2 separate regions of the Mus musculus genome follow, and region 1 is linked to region 2. A link is a contact called in public Hi-C data. All regions are on one chromosome and are shown on one strand. The core of a region is the stretch at or near the end of the contact, and the rest is flanking DNA. Distances in the headings are between cores, read along the strand shown.

Region 1 (3,484 bases), core at 571-3,070, 160 kb after region 2:
GGTGGGAGGGGGAAGAAAAGGGTAAGGTGGGAATGAATGAAAGAAGGCAGGAGGAAGCGTGAGAAAAATTAGGAAGGGTGGGTAGACCATGCGCCCCAGAATTAATGATCTGTCACAGCCTCCCCTATATACCAAATTTCTTGCTTTGTTGGTAATTTATGCTCCATTTGGCTCATGGATGACCCATTTCTTAAAAAGGAAGCAAAGTGAAGGCCAAGATAATCCTGCAGATTATTCTATTCAGGTCGCTGGGCAGGGGCCTGTTTATAACAGATAAGTATAAGAGGATTGCAGCACCCTCCTGCCCAACCTTCCCACTTGGCCAGGAGTGAAGGTAGCACACTGCCTCTGGGGAATCTGTCCAAGAGGGGACCTTCTCCCATTCTGGGATTCCCCTACTACATGTTGTTGACCTATGTAGCAGGTGCTGAGGCAACCTGGGTATCTTGGGGAAGAAAGAGGAAAAGAAACAGAACAGGCAAGGAGAGGAAGACTGTCCTCCAACCCTCTGTAGAGCTCCCTAATCCATGGAATACATTTTTGACCCCTTTCTGAGCCTCCCTGGCTGTTGTCACACCCATATCTACGGGTACCTCACTCACTGTGTCCCACAGTGCTTCCCACCCATAGGAGCTCTGTCCTGGTTATACCTGCCACAAACCAGCAGCTTCCATGAAGTCTGTGTCAATAAATCCATTCCCAACCTGGACCCTGAATCTCTTGTAACTCCATTCCCATCCTCTCCTAGATCCCAGATCCTCTGTCTCCAGGACCAGCGTGGTTCCCTTTGTGGGTAAAGCTGCTTCTGCCATGGCTGGGGATTTGGGGCATCTGGCCTCAATACCAGCCCTGGCCTGATCACTTCAGACCTCTACGCAGACAACCATAGTTATCCATGGAAGACTCTTCACACCTGATGATCACTGAAGCTGCCCTGGGTCCTCACAGTGCTTATCATGCATAAAGAAGGCCTGACCTTGGCAAGGCCAGAGGCTGACTCTGAAAAGCCTCCACAAGAAAGTCTCTTAAATAGTGTTTCTGTGGCAATTAGGCAGTTTGGGGGAGAACAGGAGGGACACTTTAAAGCGCTCTTGAAGCCCCCCCCCCCCCACCTTAAACTGGAAAAACTAGTCCTGGAAGGAAAAGACAGGAGGCTAAGCACGGTGAGGAGATAGGACAGGCAAGGGTGAGCTGCAAGGACCTTGGCTCTGGACCTGAAGTCCTTGTGAAATCTCTGGATGCTGAGGCAGAACACACCTCTGCACCATAGCTGGAGAACACCCACCTCTGCCACATCCTGCACGTTTATCATCTTCTTGGTCTGAGCCACATGGCCCACAATCCCAATGTCCAGGGGGAAGACGATCTCAGAGTCAGGGGGCACCAGGCAATCCTCCAGAAGGCTGTCAGGCTGCACGCTGAAGAGCCGCGTAGCAAGTTCAGCTATGCCATTGCGCTGGCGGTACATAAAGAGGCTGCAGCGGTCGGCATGCAGGATGGTGCAGAGGCGCCGCAGGATCTTGAAGACCACACGTTCCATATTGACACTCTCCTGCATGTCCTGCACCAGTTCAAAAAGTGCTGCACTCTCTTCCACCTGGCACAGCTCTCGCAGGCTGCCACAGTCCGCCAGCCAACCATCTTCACAGGCCCCTGCCACATTTTCAGGGCTCAACTTCTTCCCAAAGTATTGATGGGCAAACGTGGGGTTCCCATCCAGGAAGCTGCGTACCTGTTCCTCACTGAGGCTCATGGTGTTCCTGCTGCTGTGCCCGGGGCTTTCTCCACCCCCAGGTACACATGGATTCTGCAAACCCTGTTGTCAGCAAAGTCTTTCTTAGTGATGATTAGGGAGCCCAGGGGAGGCAGCTGACTCATACCACATGAGTGGCCCAACCTGTCTCTGCTCAGAGACCCGGAAGTCCCAGCTCGCCTGAAATATTGACTATTTGGAATTGGGGTTTGGGGTAAAGCTAGGTGGGCTTCCTGCTTGTTACAGGAGTTATGGGCAGTTAAGAGAAGGAATGTCATTTCTGATGAAACGGGTCCTGAGACTAGGTAACCCCACAAGCACACATTATGACCCTCTTTGCTTGGGGAGCTGCCGACAGATTTGGGTTGGTCCAATAAAAAGTCCCTGGTCTTCCTTGGCTCAGGTACCCTGGGAAGGTGGTGGGCCTTCCAGTGGTGCAGTTGACTTCTGAGGCAGGGGGTGTGTGGAGACGTCCCTGCCTGGAAGAAAAACAAGTATGAAGATTTTTAGGCAGACTGTCCCTAGGATACTTGGATAGAAGTTGCTTCTCACTTTCTTCTCCATCTTTACTTGTTATGGAGAGCACAGGTCTGGAGTAAACAGCCCTCTGCAGCCATTTGGCTATCAATGGCAGGAGGGGCTCAGGCTGAGCAGCTGCCTGTTATAGACTCAGGACTTTCCTTTTTGATATCACCAGCTAACAGGCCCCTGGGCCCACATGTTTTTTCTAGAATCTCTCTGACTCTCTGTCTCTGTCTCTCTGTGTGTATGCCTCTCTGTATATGTCTCTCTTTCTGTGTCTATCTCTCTCTGTCTCTCTCTGTCTCTCTCTGTCTCTCTGTCTCTCTGTCTCTCTATCTCTCTGTCTCTCTGTCTCTCTCTCTTTCATGGATTAGACCCTTCCTCAGGGTTTATAAAGTTCATATGACACAGTGGAATTACACAGAGTGTTGTGTGAGCCAAATGTGTGGAAGTGTTTTACTTTCTCGAATTTAGAAACTTGCTCTGAGCACATTTATTTGTGTTGCTAGATTCTTGTCCTGTATCCATCCCCAGGTGCACTGTGAGCACTGTTTTACAGATAGGCAAACTTGATCGATGAGGGTTTGTGCATCTAGATGACAGTAGGTGTCCTGGTGTTGGTTTCTATGGCAGTCATGATGTGACGGTAGGAAGAAGTATGGTTCAGATTAATTTCTGGTGTCTGGATATTCTGCTGTAGCCAGCCCTGTGCACTAAGCACTAAGGAGATCACAGCATCTGTGGGTGCAGAGTCTGTGAGTGCATTACACAAGTGTGCTTGCCTAAGCGTGAGATCACATCAGTGCTGATGGACAGAGGGAAACCTGGGGATAAAGAAGTCTGTCCATTGTGTGAGCTGATCCAGGGCACCCAGCCTGACCTCAGAGAGGAGAGTGGATACATTAATTGGAAGGATTTCTGGGCTTCTCTCCAGGTGAGACCAGAAATCAAATCATGGACCTCCAGGACTACCTGGGAGCTTCCTCATTTGCCTCTTCTGTGTATACTTTCCATCAGGGTCTAGTGTTTGGGTGTAATTTCGGCTTTTCTGCATCAGCTGGCAAGGTGTATGTCTGCTGTACACATTTAGTGACTTCTCAGCTTTATGCACGTTTCCAGGAAGGATAGGTTGACTAACCGCACAGCTGTGTGTATGCATGGGCCTAGCTGAGTGTAACAGGGCCCTGTACCCACAAATTCTTTGCTGAG
Region 2 (3,114 bases), core at 4-2,503:
AGGTGACCCCATTCCACAGGACATCAGTCCTGGGCCTGAACAAGGCTCTGGGCATCAACCAACCTTACCATGAGTGTGGTGGGTGAACTGAGATGGACAGTGCCAGTAGGAAGGGCACTGGGAGACTTAACTCTTCTGTGTCTGATGTGAGTCATGCCCAACTTCCTAAATGATCCTCTCCTCCTAGGCATATGCCTGTGTGCAGTGCAGGCACTTCACCAGTGGGATCAGACAGTATCCTTAACTCCAGGGCCCCAGGCTGAAGTCAGGGCAGAAGGTGTGGGGCTTAACACTTTCTCTTCTTGTCTCCACTCCAGCTCCGTTCCTGGTCTCTTCTACTTTGAATCTGCTAGGTCAAAGGAACAAAAACTGATAAAAGCAAGTCTGGAATGGACCCTCCCTTACTCCCCACCCCTAGCCCTCGAATTCAAGCCACCAAGCACCCTGGGGCAGCTTTGGAATGTTGGTGAAGGGGGAATACTCATGAGGCAAGAAGTTTCACTGAATTGGGTGAAGGTCAAGAACAACCTAATCCTTAAGAATGACTCAGCCAGGAGGAACATTAACAGTTAAAGCAATGGCCATCAGCACTAGACTCTGCGGGTCAGGAATTACCACCTGGCTAGCCAGAATAAAAAACAGCTTAGGTGTCCCCACATGCTCTGACTTCTGCGAAGACGATTGCCTCACAGAAGCCCCCCAGGATAACTGCAGGGATACCAGGCCAACCTTGTGGCCACTGGGCTCTGCAGTGCAGCTGCCGCAGAGTTGAAATCCCGGTGCCAGGGGAAGGGGCGGCCTAGAGGCGGGGCTGTGGCTGTCTCCCAGGAGCCCCCGCCCATCCATGTCCGCAGTGACCTTCAGGCGTCCCTGACTGACTGGGGTTTCTATCCCACCAAAGCCACATTTGGCGGCTCTGCACACCGGAGAAGCCTGGATGTGTGGGCCTATCTTGCTCGATCGGGGGTCTCGGGCTGTGCTCGCCTTCTCCCGCCCTGCCAGCAAAGAGCAAAGAAACCCGGTCAGGAGCAAACGTGGTTGGTAGATTAGGGATGGTGACCCCATCCCTGCATTCTCCCAGCGTTTCAGGAGGGCGCTTCAGTAGGACTTCAGGAGGGTCTCCAAGCCGGTGTGGAGAGAGTGGCCCAGGCCAAAGAGGGGCCCCTAATGCAGCTGTCGCGCGCGCCAGGCCAGGATCTGGGAACCGGGGGCGCGGCTGCCCCCCCTACCTCCGCCGAGCCCCGCCCTCCTCGTCATGCGGGACGCGGGCGGGGGCGCCTCTGAGTGACGCGCCCTCCTCGCGGTGTCCTTCAGCCGCCGCAGCAGCACAGAGCGCCACATGGACCCCGCCGGCCTGAGAGCGCGCTGCTGTTGATCGTCCACCTTGGAAGGTAACCGGCGCCCTAGCAGCCAGTCCGACCTTAACCGGCTCCCTCCTTTCCCCTTCCCAGCCCAGTTTTCTTCCCGACTCCTGGGCTTCCCTTTCTGGATCCCCGCTTTCTAGCCGTGGGTCTCCTACCCATATCCTAGGTTCCCCTACTCTTGGTTCCTTGTCTTTCAGACCCAAGGTTGCTCAGCCTGAAAGGCGCTGTCCATCGTGAGGTGCTGAAACGGCCCTTGATTCCCTTTCCCATAGGCATCTTTTTTCTTTCTTTCTTTCTTTCTTCTTTCCCTGGCGCGCTCCGGCCTGAGGCCGTGCTCCGGTCGGGCACCTCGCCCAGCAAAGCAAAGGGTGCGGCGGCCGCGAGAGAACGGGATGCCTTGGTCTTTGCGGAATCTCCGCAGCGTCCTAGCCTCTCTACAGCTGGCCCTGCGGAGCCCCCATCCCCCGATTCCCGGAAACAGAGAGAAGTTTAGAAGGCAATTGGCTTTGCTGCAAAGGCATCCCTGAACCCCTAGCTTCTCGGACACTCTTCCTGCCTGGCACCCCTTCGGGTCTCATTCCGCAGAGAGAAACCTGTGAAACACTGGATCCCTCAGGACCAGGTTCCCTGATAGGAAAGACTCTACAAAGAGGGATGTCTTTGCAGCTGTTGGCATTACAGAAAGCACCTTTCTAAATGCTGCTGGCACTTTAGTCCACGCTGGGCATTCTGACTTGGGTTGCCCTACCCCATGCAGAAGCAGGAGTGGGTCATCTGTTTCCCCTCCCACTGGAAGACGGGGACTCCATCCAGGGCCAGTTCTGCTGTGGGCCTCCAGAGTCTCTCTAGAGACAGATATAGTTGAGACTAGTCAGAAGTCATAAGGACCTTTCCTGAGGGACATTCATGGACTTGTCTCTCCAATTCTTCCCCAGAGGGACCCCTGCCCCACAGCTCCAAAACTGCCAAGGAGGCTGAGCAGCCAGAACCTGGGTGCTACAGCGGAGCATTGACCTTCAAATGCCCCCTGGGCTCCACCCCCGCTTGAGGAGGCTGGCGCCAGTCTCCAGTAACTGGTGGCCCCAGGTTGTGAGCTGCAGTGGCATCTAAAAGCTTCCTTCAGAAACCCCAGAAGAAGCAAGATAACTGTTGGTTTGGCTGGGCTCTGAACCCTGCCATCCTGGTCTGGGTGTGGGAACAAAGCCTCTCACCCTAGACTCTTGGGATAGTGGAGAGGAGAGCAAGGAGTAGATGAGGGTCTCAGGAAAGGTTGGTCAGGGTACCTATGACCACCTACTCTCTCTAGGCAGAAGACCCTGACCACACTTGAATGTGAAATCTGACCCCGGGAGTGGCTCCTGAGGAACCAAGCCATCACCATGGAGTTCGTGATGAAACAAGCCCTGGGAGGTAGGAGGTGGGCAAGGGGGGGGGCGCATGGGTTTGGGCCTCCAGCGATACACAGACACCTGATACTCAGAGAGACATGTCTCCACCACTGCAGTGGCACGAAAACACATGGCTGCATGACCACTTCTGACCTCACGCACAGGCTCTGCAGATGGTTGCTTACACTCTGAACAAGCCTAAGGCAGTCCCCCAGCCCAGTACTTTTGAATCCCCTGGTGACTCAAGCCTTGGGATTTAATATGAGATATGGGGAGGACGTGCTGTGTAATATGGCCCCATGTCCCCATGCCATGGTGCAGTGGAACCCACTGGTCATCCTGAGACACATCAAGAGCCAAGC

What was found. A called contact is a pair of places that touch in the nucleus more often than the background predicts.
Region 1: a Hi-C map of the G1E-ER4 cell line shows a contact between it and region 2, with 1.9 times the contacts expected there. The contact joins the promoter of Pde6b here to the promoter of Cplx1 in region 2. A contact is called at or near these places in 6 of 39 promoter capture datasets (embryonic stem cells, liver, neural stem cells and 1 more), 2 of 484 Hi-C or Micro-C datasets (both in the G1E-ER4 cell line) and 3 of 9 other capture datasets (adipose tissue, embryonic stem cells and liver).

What each region holds. Positions count from the first base shown.
Region 1 is chr5:108,386,709-108,390,192 of GRCm38.p6, reverse strand. Pde6b (phosphodiesterase 6B, cGMP, rod receptor, beta polypeptide) reads right to left here and starts at 1,820. Exons shown (of 22, transcript NM_008806.2): 1 at 1,286-1,820. The coding sequence starts at 1,753.
Region 2 is chr5:108,548,166-108,551,279 of GRCm38.p6, reverse strand. It overlaps Cplx1 (complexin 1), which reads left to right and starts at 1,253. Exons shown (of 4, transcript NM_007756.3): 1 at 1,253-1,391; 2 at 2,671-2,774. The coding sequence starts at 2,744.